Regions from separate parts of the Sus scrofa genome. Here region 1 is linked to region 2. The links are chromatin contacts, called in public Hi-C maps. All regions are on one chromosome and are shown on one strand. Each heading gives the region's core, a stretch centred on a gene start, on an enhancer-like site or on the middle of the called end of the contact. The rest is flanking DNA. Distances are from core to core; before and after follow the strand shown. Region 1 holds the start of C2CD3 (C2 domain-containing protein 3). Region 2 holds the start of LOC100514530 (cytochrome c oxidase assembly factor 4 homolog, mitochondrial).

Region 1 (6,864 bases), core at 1,172-3,671, 230 kb after region 2:
AACTTGGCATTTCAGTAACGACCACCTTAAACTGCCTGTGCCTTTTCCTGCCAACATCCTAAGTCAATGCAGGCAGAAACTATCATCTTCACATCCTGCCATTATTTTTCAGCACAGTGTTGGGTTCATAATTATTGGCCTTTATAATAGTTATTGGATTTCAGAGGGATAAAATGTAAATGAGGCAATTAATACGACGTTTCTATAAAGCTTTCCTTTCATGACACTGATTACCTTCCATTCACAGTGTCTTGTAACCGTAACTCACAGGAAATTGAAGAACGCATTCCGGAGTTCTGGTTGTGGCTCACAGGTTAATAACCAGCGCAGTGTCCGTGAGGATGGAATTCGATCCCTGGCCTTGCTCAGTGGGTTAAGGGTCTGGCCTGCCACAAGCTGCAGCGTAGTTTAGGTCACAGATGCAGCTCGTATTGCTGTGGCTATGGAGGAGGCTGGCAGCTGCAGCTCTAATTTGACCCCTCGCCTGGGAACTCACATATGCTGCAGGTGTGGCCATAAAAAAAGGAAAAAAGAACTCATTCTTATATTACACACACCTTTCTATTCCTTTTTTTTTCTGGGGAGTGGTCATGCCTCCCCAGAAGAAAATATATTGGAAAGCATCAGATAAGGAATTTATGTTAGCAATTCTTTGGATTTCTAAAGCCAACACCTTCTCTGCTTTCTTTAGTAAGGAAAAGACTCACCATATAGCTAGTTTCAGTATAAAAATTATACACAGGTATGCACATGAGCATTACTGTATATGCATATGGTATATAGTGAGAAGGACATTCTTATGTTATTTCTGTTTTGATTTTCCTCCTAGCAACCAAATATGCTTGACTGGTTTGACACAGGGAGCACGAGCACTGCACAGTTCCATGCTTCTGTTTCATATCCTCCCATCATTCCTAGAAGGAAAGGCATTGCCTCAAAACTGTGTTATTGTTACACAGTGTGGATAAGATTCATCCCCAAACTTCAGCTTTCATTCTTAACCTAATGGCCTAATGCACTATCACGAGTCCTAATACTGCTTTGCCTATAATATAAATAGGCAGACTCACCCAGGATTTTTTGTTTTGGTTTTTTAATATGTTTTTTGAAGCAGCCCTGTAGAGATTCAGTTTCGTTTCCTGATCTGTCCTGGGTTCCCAGGGTGACTGTTCTTGCTGCAGCTAACACTTTCCTGGTCTCTTGGTGAGCTTGCTTCTCCTTGAGCATGCTAACCTGATAAGGTTCTCTTGCTACACACTCTTTCATCTTAAATCCTTCAGAGAACTTCATGCCCTCACAACCCCGGCAACCCCCACCACTCCCCAGCTTTTCTTCCTTTTCCTTCACAACTATCCTTTCGCTACTCCCAGCTGTAGCCCTGGATGCTTTATGATCGTCTCACCTTCAGTCATTCAACTAACATTTACTGAGTCCAGCTTTGTGCTAGTTCTTGGGGATTCGGCAACGTATTAAACATGACCCCTGCCCATTAGGATCACTGCTATACTCTCCTCTACAACTTATTTTTTTTCCAGTCCCATGTGGCCTGCAAAACTACACCCTCCCCACCCCCATCCCCAACACACGTCTGACTTTATCAAAAACACTCCTAAATCATGGGGATTTAAATACAGCACAGTGACTACAGTTAATTATAGTGTATTGTCTATTTGAAAGTTGCTAAAGGGTAGATTTTAAAAGCTCTCCTCAGAAGGAAAAAAATATTTGTAACTATGTCTGGTGATGATGCTACCTAGACACGAACTCATTTCGAAATATATACAAATCGTTATATTGTACAGCTGAAACGAACAATGTTATATGTCAATTATAATCTCAATTTTTAAAAAGTAAAAAGCAAAACATTCCTACAATTTTTTTTTTTTTTCCTTCCTCTAGAAGCGTCCCCTTTTAACCCTCACTTCATTTACTCATTTTTGCCTCCTACTTCGGCCACTATTTCCTTTCCATTCGCAGGAGAGCCAAACGCCCTGTCTTTTCAATCTTCTGATTCCCTGGTTATTCTCCCTTCTCCAACCCCTTTTTAAAAAACAGGCGGCTGTGCGTATGGGAGGGGTGGGGGTGGCGGGGAGTCTGCCTAGAACGTCTGGCACCCTGCTCCCCTAACTCCGCCCTACCACTCTGCCCTCAACCTTTCGTTACCTCTCTTCCCGCGGCTGCGGCCGGCCCCAGGCCCCTGGGCTTTCCGTTGTTTCATGGCGAGCCCGAGCTCCTCTTCATCAACTCAAATCCGGCCACAGCACCCAAGCCGTAACCTCCCGCCATCCCTTCCCACCGCGCTTGCGTTCCCCAGCAACTGGCGCCGCTGGGCAGCCTGGGAGGCAGGAAGAAGCGACTCTTTCTCTAACAGTCCCCGGGAAGCCATGAGAAAGAAAGGCGGCATACTCCTTCAGACCAGGAGACTACAACACCCAGAATGCTTTGCTACACTACCTTCGCGGGGTTGGAGACGGTCTCCTCCAGCTGCGCAGGCGCAAAGGGATACTCCCTTTGAGGACTCCATTGCCCAGGGTGCATTGCTTTCAGGAGCACTTCTCTTTCCGTCTGGGATCGTGAAGTTCTCCGCTTGGGGTCTGAGGGGTCCGAGACTCCGTTACCCAGCTCCCTTTGTGAAGTGCTGTTGCGCACTTCCGGTGGAAGCGCAAGGCGAGGGGGTGGAGTCTACGGAGCCGGTGGGCGGTGCTGCCGGTAGCTGGGTGCTGTCCAAAGGCTACAGGGCGTCGCTAGGGGAGCGAGCTGTGACCGGTTGGGCCGCTCTTAGCGTGGGACGGAGCTTCGGCTACAGTTCGGCTACCTGCGGCCTCCCCTTCATGTCGGCCCTCGAGAAGAGCATGCACCTCGGCCGTCTGCCCTCTCGCCCGCCTCTCCCCGGCAGCGGGGGCAGTCAGAGCGGAGCCAAGATGCGAATGGGGTACGTGACCCATACCCCTTCTCCCTAGAGGCCAGGCCCCGGCCATTGGAGAATGGTGTCTCTGCGCGTTTAGGGCGGCACGACCAGGAGGGCTCAGGAGGGGAGAAGATGTTGGCGGCGGCCTGGAGACGTTTAGATGAAGTAGGAGGTGGATCTGGGGACTAGGGGAGGCGCCAAGTCAATGGAATTGGAGGACAAATAGTATTGGAGGGAGGGGAATGAGGCAAAGATTGAAGAGGCTGAGAGGATCGTGTAAGAGAGGTAATGAGGCACCCCCAGAAGAAGGGGTGGAGGAGGTTTGAGAAAAGGGAGATGAGCGGTGACAGAGGTGGAGGGAAGTCTGCCAGGGAGGGCTGAGAGAAATGGGAAATGACAGAGAAAAGTTGAGGGGAATTAGAAGAACCAGGGAAATATTAGGAGGCGTAAGAAGACTGTGAACACTAGGTGTTAGAAAAAGCCGACGGAAAGCGAGAACACCTGAGGCAGGGTTGGAGCAGACGAGAGAAACAGGGAGCAGAAGGTTCTAGAGAGAGTTCCTAGAGGTGTAAGAGGCAGATTCAGGGAGTGAGCGGGCGACTTAGAGATTGGGTCTCTTGAGGGGTACCGCGCAAGTGTGGAGAACAGGCCAGAGGAAAGATGGAGAACACACTCCAGAAGACTGTTGGGGTGAGATGTGCGGGCGGGGATAAGGGGAGGAGGGCTGAGGGCCTTAGAGACTGACCAGGGGCTCCACAGACGGAGAGATGACTAGGAACAGGGTTTAGGGAACGCAGGGCTGCAGAGCTAAGTCCAGGATGCATAAAGAGGGCGATTTGGGCAATTGATTTTTTCTGGGCTAATACATCTGATGGAAGCTATGTTTGGGTCTGATAAGATTCAATTAACAGAGTATGGAGTGTAGCCACTTAAAGTGTTTTAGGGGAAACCTTCCTTTACTGGGTTGGGAGGAGCTGTTTGCTTTGGGAGTTTTAGGTTATTGAATGGCTTGTGCCAGGTTCGGGGGTATGAAGGTGTAGAAGAGAGAGTATAACGTGTTGAACATGGGAGAGGTAGTTATTTGAAACAGAGGTAATTGAACAGGGAGTTGGTTTTGCGGAGTATTTGTAGAACCAGGATTCTGGAGACTAGTGACTGTAAAGAAAAAAGGGGTAGGAAAAATACTTAGGTCTGAGGTAGTCAAGTGTATGTGTTTGGGATTCTAAAGATAGGTTGGTAGCTATTTTTGGAATCAGGACTAGAGAAGAAAACCTTAGATTCTGAAGAGATGTTATGTACAAAAAATGATCAAAAAGGAGATGAAGGTAAGATAGGTAATGCTGTGAAAGCAGGTCCTAGAAACAAAGAGAAAGGAGAGTCCTATAGATTAAAATAGGTAGAGGGGTGGTTAGAATGATTGGAAAAACCAGGAAACTTTGAGGTAGAGACCTATGAGACACAGTAGAAAATTGAGAAAATTTTGACGGAGAAGATAGGTCGAAGGATGCACAGTACAAAGAGGTGATGGAAGGCTACATGTAAGATAAAATGAAGATTGTTTTAGCTTTGATAGACAGTAAGGTAGAACTGTAACATGGAGCACCTGGAAGTTGATCTATAACAGATTATTTGGGAAAAATTAACCTGGAGGGTAAAATTAATGTAACGTTTATTGTTGATACGTATCTTGGTTGCTGTCTTAAACTAAACTTTGATCTTTCAGTATTCCATCACTCTTCACTAAAAGTACATAAAAATGTTAGTTTTTAAATAACTATGCATGCTTCAGATAAGTTTAATTAGAGTTTAGCTTCTCATTTTGTCAAAACAAGTTCTCTGAAGATGAACTGAAGAAGAGAAAATAAAATACTAAGAGAAAAAACATCTACTGATTAGAAGATTATTAGTAACTTAAGCTGATTAAATAGATGCTTTGGTCTTTTTAATTTAGGTTAATTGCTTATCCTGGAAGGTAAAGTTCTTTAGAAAAATGCTTCTTTATAGTACCGTGAAGAGAAGAGCATATGTTGGTGAATTTTATGTGGTCTTCAAGTAGTTTATTTTCCTGGATTTTTATTTTCTTCTTTCTTGGAACATAGGCATGCCTCATGTAAGTCTCATGTCAGTGATAATATAGACACTCTCCACTAGAATCATAAAGTTCGAAGAGAGCTTTGAGGTGATCTTACCACTTCACTGTATATTTGGGGAAACAGACTTGGAGAATTCTCTATGCTGTAAGGTGAACTAAGAGGCAGGTATTTTCTTTTAATAATGAAAAACCAGAAACTCAAATCTTCCTCACACTATGGCACCCTAGAAGCTTAGCAGTAGAGCCACTAAGGACTAGGATTTGGGACTAGGACTTGACTCTGAGACTCATTGTGTGTTTTGGATTCAGAGTTGTTATCATTGACAATACTTAAATTTGAGTTGTGTATCTTATTCCTTCACAAATACTCAAGGATTCAGTGCCCCCCTTTCCTCAGTCTTTTCGGAAGTCTCATTTCCACCAATTTCAAATCATCCTTCTTTATTTCTAACTTCTGCTCACTTACCTTTTTTTTTTTTTTTTTCCCTAAATCTTCCCATCTTCTCCCCTCCCCAGTCTGTCTCTTGTTCTCAGGTTGGACCTCTTCCTTTGACAGCTTCTTATATGACTTATTCTTTCAACTGTTTTTCATAATCTCTTGCCTTCAGTTTCATAAACCTTATTTTGATATGTTTGCATATTCAGGATGGTTTTGAGGGTTTTGTTTGTCTTTTTGCCATTTCTGGGGCCGCTTCCTGCTGCACATGGAGGTTCCCAGGCTAGGGGTCTAATTGGAGCTGTAGCTGCTGGCCTATACCAGAGCCACAGCAACATGGGATCTGAGCCATGTCTTTGACCTACACCACAGCTCACCATAACGCCGGATCATTAACCCACTGAGCAAGGCCAGGGATCCAACCCGCAACCTCGTGGTTCCTAGTCGGATTCGTTATCCACTGAGCCATGATGGGAACGCCTGAGTTTTTTTTCTTGAGTTTCCATTAATTTAGTTTTTCCAATTCAATTTAATAATTCCAGAGTATTGATGGATAAAGCAATGATAGCAATTACTTTTTTTTTTTTTTTGAGTTAGTACCATGTGCTAGGCATTGTGGTAGTAGCTTTATGTATGTTATTTTATTTAATCAGCCCACAGTTTTGCAAGGTGTTATTGCCCTGCATTTGTAAGTAAAGAAATTCAGACTTGGAGATTACATGTCACCCAGTAGTATGTGATGGAACCAGGATCCAATCTAGGTTTAGTCCCTAGAATCCATTCTCTTTTCAGAACACTCTTGGATAAGAACTGAAGTTGTGGTTTTGTTGTTCCTTGATAGATGCCGGTAGGTGATGCCTAAAACAATTGTTTTGAACTTTTTAATTAAAGCTTTTGGAGCTACTCTGATTTTAGAGCCCTACCTGCAGCCAGTATTTGTCTGTTAGGATTGCCATAACAAAAATACCATGTTTTTTTCCTCAGAGTTCTGGAGTCTGAGAAGTCCAAGCTCAAGGTAGCAGCAGATTCTGTGTCTGGTGAGGACCTTCTTGGTTTACAGATGGCAGTCTCCTTGCTGTGTCCTTACACAGTGGAAGGGGGAAGGTAGCTCTCTTATAAAGGCACTGTCCCATTTGTGAGGGCTACACCCTCGTGACCTCATCACCTGCCAAAGGCTCCACTTTCAAATACCATCACATTGGAGGTTAGGATTTAATGTGAATTTGGGAGGGGGACACAAATATTCAGTCTATAATACTTGCTGTGCTGGAGGATGTTTTGAAAATCACTGCTTCAGTACATTGCATTACCATTAGGGAGATTACAAGTTATTAAAACCATTCATTTTTCAACATATTTTTGGTTCCTCAATTGTATTTTGTTTCTATAATTATCTCCTACATTTTTAAAGTAATTTAACTGATATGT
Region 2 (7,428 bases), core at 1,743-4,242:
AGCAACATGAAAGCAGAGATCACATTTTCGTCACAATTTCCAACAGTGCCTGGCACAAGAGAAGGTCTCAGAAAAACCTGATGTTTTTGAACCAATGACTGAATAAATGAAGAAATGATTAGGTAGCCACTTTACTTTTAGATTGTGAATTTACTTTAAAATTAAATGTCCAAAGAATCAGCTCAGAACTTGGCGCACTGACTCAAGACACCGGGTAGCACATCCCTCAACCCCACTGTTTTATGTGGCAAATACTGGTCAGTATCTATTTTGGTGGCACACAACAGGTAAGGATGTGTGGGATCTCAATGTGATGCTGTGCCAGCTCTTCATGGCAAACCCATGGCTGCCTCTCATGTGCAGGCTGCTAATTCAACCCCAGGCCCAAAGACGATCCCCAAGTCTCACACTTCTTGGCCCACACCCCCACTGTTTAGGACTTCTTGCCATGATCTCTCTGGATGCTTGTTTCTGCAGGGCCTCCTCTGGGAATAAATGGTTAGGGATCTCAACGGTGGGCACTGCTCTGCTCCTTCCTCCTCTGCAGTTCCTCCCGTCGCCTTGCCTGCTGGTCATTCATGCAGTCCTTGAAGGCCTGCACCTGTGGCTGGCACCGTCGCCAGTCCTGGTGCTGGGCCATGCACTCCTGCACTGCGTAGTGGGAAGCAGCACAGCCAGAGCGGGAGATCAGCTGGTCCAGTGGGTCCTCTTCTTCATCCTCCTTCTTCACTTGTCGGGACCAGGTATGGCCTTGAGTTGACATTTTTGGGAGTCTCTAGAACATCAGTGGAGGCAAGGTTACATATGATACAGTTCCTCTGTTATAAATAACACTGACCACTGCACTGTTATAGCTTATTTCTGCATGTCTCCCCTTGAAAATTGTAAGCTATTTCAGGGTAGATACTGGACCTGATTCACCTCGGTACCCCCAGCTGTAGGCCTGGCAGAGAGCAGGCCTACAAAATAGCTTGAACCAAACATAATGAGATAAAGTGTGAAAATGCTTAGTTTGGGACTAATAATCTCTAATGGCTTCTACTAATAGAACATGAATTAGGTGAAGTGTCACCCTCTGGGGTAGCTATCTCTTTTCTCCTATTGGAGAAGCTATCTTTTTAAATTCTATGGCTGGAGAATGACAAAATTTAACACTTGGGAGAGTACCCAACCATGGGTAGGGTTTAACATACAGGAGGGATGAAGAGAACTGTGTGGCTGTGGCACAGAGCATAGAGGGTCCAGGACAAGCAATGAGTCCGTGAGGTGTGAGGGTACCTAATGTGAGGTGTAACCGCCCAGACTATGTGAGCACAATCATCCGCTTCATGACACCAAGCACAAGGTAGCATACAGAAGGAACTGAAGAAAGGCAGCGAGAAATGACCTCAGCCTTTGTAACAACCATAGGCTGTAAATGAGCTAAGGCTCCTTAATGCCCCTCCTGGGTCTCTGATTCACTCTACAAATGATCACTGAGTACCTATCACATACCAAGCACTATGCTAGAGTTGAGGATACATGAGTGACCAAAACAGAGACAGTTCCTGCCTTTATAGAGTTTACAAGCTAGACAAGTAAATAGGTTATTTACTTGTGTACAGTGTGTACAAAAAGCGAAGATGGGGAACAGAGCAGAGGAATACCTAAGCCAGACAAGAGCAGGACTAGACACCTGAAGGCTTCCTGGAGAAAGTGATTTCTAAATTGAGACTTGAAGGATAAATAGGAGTTGGCCAGAGATATAAAGGATATTCCTGGTCAATGGAAGAAAACGATGGGGGTTCTGAGACAGAATTTGACATGAGAGGAACTGAAAGTTCTACATGATGAGAGAAAAGTGAGTACAGGAAAATTAATGAAACTGGTGAGATGAGAAAGTATCTGATCACGGCAAGGCCTTGTGAATCATGTTAGGGTGTTCAGAGAGCAAGTGAGAAGTCACAAGAAGGATTTAAGCACTCTATAGCCCTACACAAAACACATTTGCTTTGGAGGCAGTATAACCTAAGGGAGAGGGGAAAATGGGCTTCGAAAACAGACTTGGACTGGAAACAGCCTTGTCACTGACTCATTGAGTGTCTTTGAGCAAATTACTTCATAATCTCTCTTGAAAAAAAGATATCTACCTCACAGGATCAAGACTAAACGAGATAATGCATGTAAGGAGTCTGGCACATCCAAAGAGTTCAGTAAATGATAGCTCCTATTACTATACATGTTTCCTCTTCCTAAAAACACTGTGAGCTCTTTAAAGGCAAGAGGCAAACCTCTTAGAACAAGTACGGTAGGAAGAACAGTGCCTTGGATCCTAAGCCAAGAAATCCAGGTTTGAATACAGGCACCTCGCCTTGCTATGCACACGCATTAGCATGTAATCTTTTAAAGTGTCCTTCTAAGGTAGTATTTAACTCGCAGAGTTACTGTACGGATTAATATGCTAATAAGTGATATGTGCTTAGACTACAACAGGACTCAAATAAATGCTGCCTTTTCTTTCCCCACCACGACCCGGCTTCAGTCTTTACTGGATTAAAAAGAGAAAGACTTTTGCTTAGGGAAGGCTCGATGGTCGGCAGCTCGTTCGCGGAGGCCAGCGTGGACTAGGAAGGCATGGAAAGAATGGAAAAGCAGAGAAATCCAGGCGGCAAAGTTACTTAAAGTCCTCTCCCCACTACAGAGCGTACGCATGCGCGCGCGCAGCCGCCGGGCACATCCCGATTGCGCCCGCTATGCTTCACCGCGCTAGGACTTGGAACACAGTGCTCACCCAACAGGCCAACTAGAGGACCCAAGCGCGCCCTCCTGCACAACGGCGTCAATTTTGCAGGCAATTGGAACTCTTCCGACCCTCCCGTCAGGAACAAGCCTACTGTGAGATGCACGCGCCTGCAAAGGGGTAGGGAGGGGAAGAGGACCCCCCCCCCGCCACATTTCATTGGTGGCCTCTTGGTGTAGATCCCGCCCTTCGTTCTGCACGCGTCGCCTTCGGGGGCACCCACTTCCGGGGTAGAGCGGAAGAGGCGGGCTGGTGGAGGCGGGGTCAAGATGGCGGCGCCTTTGAGGATTCAGAGCGACTGGGCTCAAGCCCTCAGGTGACTCCAAGTCCAGGACTGGGACGGAGGAGGCGAGGCGGGTAGTGGATGTTACCTCTGCGTTATCGAGAGCCATGCCCGATCCAGGATATCCATAGGAGTTAGTTTATCGGTTGTTGAGGCCTAGAAATATGTTTCAGACCCTCATGGTCAGGTTTTCATTCTCAGAAGAGCCGTGCTGAGGCCAAGGAAACTCATATGCTCCGTGTGATCCCAGAGGCAGAATAGGATCAGTGAGTTAGAAAAAGACAGGAAAACAGGAGGCAGGAAGACTCTTTGCAAGTAGTCATGGTCATTTAGCAAATATTTATTGGTCCTCAGCTATTTGCAAAAGTCCGAGTATACTCACCACCACCACAATAACTTTGAGTGTGTGATGGAATCCTTGCATTCTCCTTGGCCCTTAGTAGTCATGTTTTACAATTCCATTGAGGAAACAGTGTAATGCCTACCTTGTCTAGGTTCTGACCTAGATAAATATTCGGTGGAGTTCAGATGTGTTCTCTAAACTTAAGGGGTGGTTCCTGCTCTCAAGAAGCTAACAGCTTAAAAAAAAGTAGCAGCAGCTAACAGCTTAATTGGAAACGCACAGCAAACCATTTATTCACTTAACATATATTTATTGGTCATATACTGTGTAAGTTATGGTGGGCACCAGAGTGAGTACAGCAGTGTCATGAATGGTGCTTTTTTTTTTTTTTTAAATAGCTGCCCCTGCTGCATATTGAAGTTCCCTGGCCAGGGGTTGAATCCTAGCTGTAGTAGCTGTAAACTGTGCTGCTGCAGCAACACTGGATTTTTTTAACCCACCAGGCCACAGTAGAAACTCAGGCAAATATTATTACTAATAAGTTTTTCAAATTGAAACAGTTGTGAAGATTAATAAAACATAGTCTCCTGTGTTTAAGAAACTTACAGCTTACTAGGTGGGCTGAAATAAAAACATGTTACTGTAACACAGGATGTGTAATAGGAAGAACAATGACATTTATTGAGGACCACCAAGTGCCTTTGAGAGAACACAGTCCAGAATCAGGAAGTAACTTGCCCAAGATTCTGCAGCTAATAAGCATTTCATCAAATATTTAATGAAATATTTGAGCTTCATTGAGTCAACAAATCTATGCATTAAACACTTAATCTGCAGATATTTCTTCAAGTAAACAAAGTTTGTCTATGCCTAGATGAGATGTTAGATTAGATCATGTCTGAGTACTGTGGCCAAACTAGAAATTATGCAGTCTTTCTCACCTGCATCAGTAGCATCCTTTTTGACACTGAATGAGCCTAAGTAGATTTTTATCTCTCTTCATAGGAAGGATGAAGGGGAGGCCTGGCTGAGCTGTCACCCCCCAGGTAATGTCTTTAAATCTGTATGACTTCCCTTTAGAGAAAGGATTTACTACCTCTGAAAGAGAGCTTCCTACTTTCTCCTGGCCCAGACTCCTTGCACAGTGCTGAGTCTTCAAATGTTCTTCATTCTGTGTTGTACTGGTGTCATTCCAACTCCATTCTAGGGGAAGGCCTTCAGATTGGTTTTCAATTTGGAAGGCAAGACTTGTTCATGGAGGCATTGTCGATGCATTTAATGAGACTCTTTTATTGTACTCTAAACATTTATATAGCTTCAGTTATGCCCTTCCCTGCTCATGATTCCTAGATCTATAGCTCTAGTTCTGACCTCTCTTCAAATTCGAGAGATTAAGTAGTTGTCTGCTAAATGTTTCTGCTTAAAGCTCTCATAATCGTCTTTAGGTTATCAAATCCAAATCCTGAAAGCTGAGCACTTCTGTTGTCAAACAGGTTCTCGTTCTTGATTTTCTCAGGTTTTTTGTTTTTGTTTTTTTAATTAGAGTATAGTTGGCTTGCTTACAGCGTTGTGTCAGTAGATTTTCACAGTTCTTAGGTTACCACCATTCTGGGATCAGAGTAAAAAACCTGGTCATTTCACCCTGCCACAGCCAGTGCCCAAGCGATGTTATTGTTCATCTCAGTGACATTTCTGTCTTATTTCCATCCATTGGTTTGCAGTCACTGTGGTAACATTACAATTTTTTTTCCTTCTAATTTGTGAGAAAGTTTCGTTTCACTGATTATTTTTCATTTCAGAGACTCTTGATGTCTTTATATAATCATATAGTCTATTTCAATGAGAAATAGAGGTTTTTTAAAATTATGGTTAATTTACAGTGTTGTGCCAATTTCTGCTGTACAGCAAAGTGACCCAGTCATACATGTATATATATATATATACACACACACATTCTTTTTCTCATATTGTCCCCCATCATCTTCTGTCCCAAGAGATTGGACACAATTCCCTGTGCTATACGTAGGACCTCATTGCTTATCCATTCTAAATGTAGTAGTTTGCATCTCCTAACCCCAAACTCCCCGTCCATCCCATCTTCCCCCTTCCCTTTAGCATCCATAAGTCTGTTGTCAACATCTGTGAGTCCATTTCTCTTTTGTGGATAGGTTCGTCAGATTCCACATATAAGTGGTATATGGTGTTTATCTTTCTCTGAGAAATAGAGTTTTAGGAGTTCCCATTGTGGCTCAGTGGTAACGAACCTGACTAGTAACCATGAGGATGTGGGTTCGATCCCTGGCCTTGCTCGGTGGGTTAGGGATCCATCATTGCCGTGAGCTGTGGTGTAGGTTGCAGATGCAGCTCAAATCCTGCGTTAGTGTGGCTGTGGTGTAGGCCAGCTGCTGCAGCTCTTACTCAATCCCCAGCCTGGGAACTTCCATGTGGGTGTAGCCCTAAAATGCAAATAAATAAATAAATAGAATTTTAAAGAGAGTTTTCTTTTGAGGAAATTGGTGCTGCATGGTGGCTAGAAGGTATCATATTCAGGGTTTTTCATTTTATTTTTAAAGATGGGAACTAATTGGAGAGCAATTAAAATATAGGTTGTAGGCAGAAAAAGAAAGGACCAACTGAAAAGTCAGTGTGTTGGAGGAGAGAGAAGGAAATTGAATTAAGTCTAAAAGACTAAGATGAAAGAAAATGAGGCTAAGTGTAGATGTAGATAAATATGTAGACCAGAATGTGGAAACTTGAGAGGATCTTATAGCCTCAGTTTCCTTTGTGATGTTGGAGGTGGGATCAACTCTTAAGAAGAGGGGTTTTGTTTTCCCTAAAATGACAAGGTTTTTTGTTTGTTTGGGGTTTTGTTTTTTGGTTTTTTTGTTTTTGTCTTTATAGGGTCTAATCTGTGGCATGTGGAAGTTCCCAGGCAAGAGGTCAAATCAGAGCTGTAGCTGCCAGCCTAATCACAGCCCCAGCAATGCCAGATCTGAGCTGCATCTGTGACCTACACCACAGCTCATGGCAATGCTGGGTCCTTAACCCACTGAGCGAGGTGAGGGCTCAAACCCCCATCCTCGTGGATACTAGTCAGATTCGTTACCGCTAAGCCACAATGGAAATTCCTAAAATAACAGTTTTACTGAAATAAAATGTGTGCTATATTCTGAATGCTTTACATACATTATTTCTGCTTCTCACAACAATCAGTTGGTACTATTAAGATTCTGAATTTTCTTTTGGCCATACCCTTGGCATGAGGAGTTCTGAGGCCAGGGATTGAACCCATGCCACAGCAGTGACCCAAGCTGGAGTAGTGACAGTGTCGGATCCTTAACCTGCCTAGCTACCAGGGGACTTACAATTTTTTTTTAGGTAATAGCTGTATTAAAATACAATTCACTGGAGTTCCCATTGTGGCACAGTGGTTAACGAATCCATCTAGGAACCATGAGGCTTTGAGCTTGATCCCTGGCCTTGCTCAGTGGGTTAAGGATCCAGCATTGCCGTGAGCTGTGGTGTAGGTCGCAGACGTGGCTCGGATCCCACGTTGCTGTGGCTCTGGCATAGGCTGGTGGCTACAGCTCTGATTCGACCCCAGGCCTGGGAACCTCCATATGCCACGGGAGCGGCCCTAGAAAAGGTAAAAAGAAAAAAAAAATATATATATATATATATAATTCACATATGATAAGGTTTACCCTTTTCAAGTGTAAATTCAGTGGATTTTAGTATATTCAAAGAGTTGTATGTCTATAACCACTATCCAATTCCACACTTTTTTTTTTTTGCTTTTTAGGGCTGCACCTGCAGCATATGGAAGTTCCCAGGCTAGGGGTCCACTCAGAGCTGCAGCTGCTGCCTATGCCACAGCCACAGCACTTCAGGATCTGAGCTGTGTCTGTGACCTATGCTGCAGCTCACACAACGCCGGATCTTTAACCCATGGAACAAGGCCAGGGATCAAACTCATATCCTTGAGGACACTAGGTTGGGATCTTAACCTGCTGCACTATAATG

What was found. Hi-C and Micro-C count contacts between places; a contact is called where the count stands out from the background.
Region 1: a Hi-C map of liver shows a contact between it and region 2, with 4 times the contacts expected there. The contact joins the promoter of C2CD3 here to the promoter of LOC100514530 in region 2. A contact is called at or near these places in 2 of 5 promoter capture datasets (fetal liver and liver), 3 of 47 Hi-C or Micro-C datasets (heart right ventricle and liver) and 2 of 2 datasets of contacts at active chromatin or transcription factors (alveolar macrophages and skeletal muscle).

What each region holds. Positions count from the first base shown.
Region 1 is chr9:8,510,422-8,517,285 of Sscrofa11.1, forward strand. C2CD3 (C2 domain-containing protein 3) reads right to left here and starts at 2,422. Exons shown (of 34, transcript XM_021062487.1): 1 at 2,164-2,422. The coding sequence starts at 2,218. PPME1 (protein phosphatase methylesterase 1) reads left to right here and starts at 2,370. Exons shown (of 15, transcript XM_003357190.5): 1 at 2,370-2,932. The coding sequence starts at 2,385.
Region 2 is chr9:8,278,177-8,285,604 of Sscrofa11.1, forward strand. LOC100514530 (cytochrome c oxidase assembly factor 4 homolog, mitochondrial) reads right to left here and starts at 2,993. Exons shown (of 2, transcript XM_003129636.4): 1 at 2,771-2,993; 2 at 131-775. The coding sequence starts at 763. The coding sequence ends at 509. PAAF1 (proteasomal ATPase-associated factor 1) reads left to right here and starts at 1,442. Exons shown (of 12, transcript XM_003129635.4): 1 at 1,442-3,095; 2 at 4,411-4,451. The coding sequence starts at 3,049.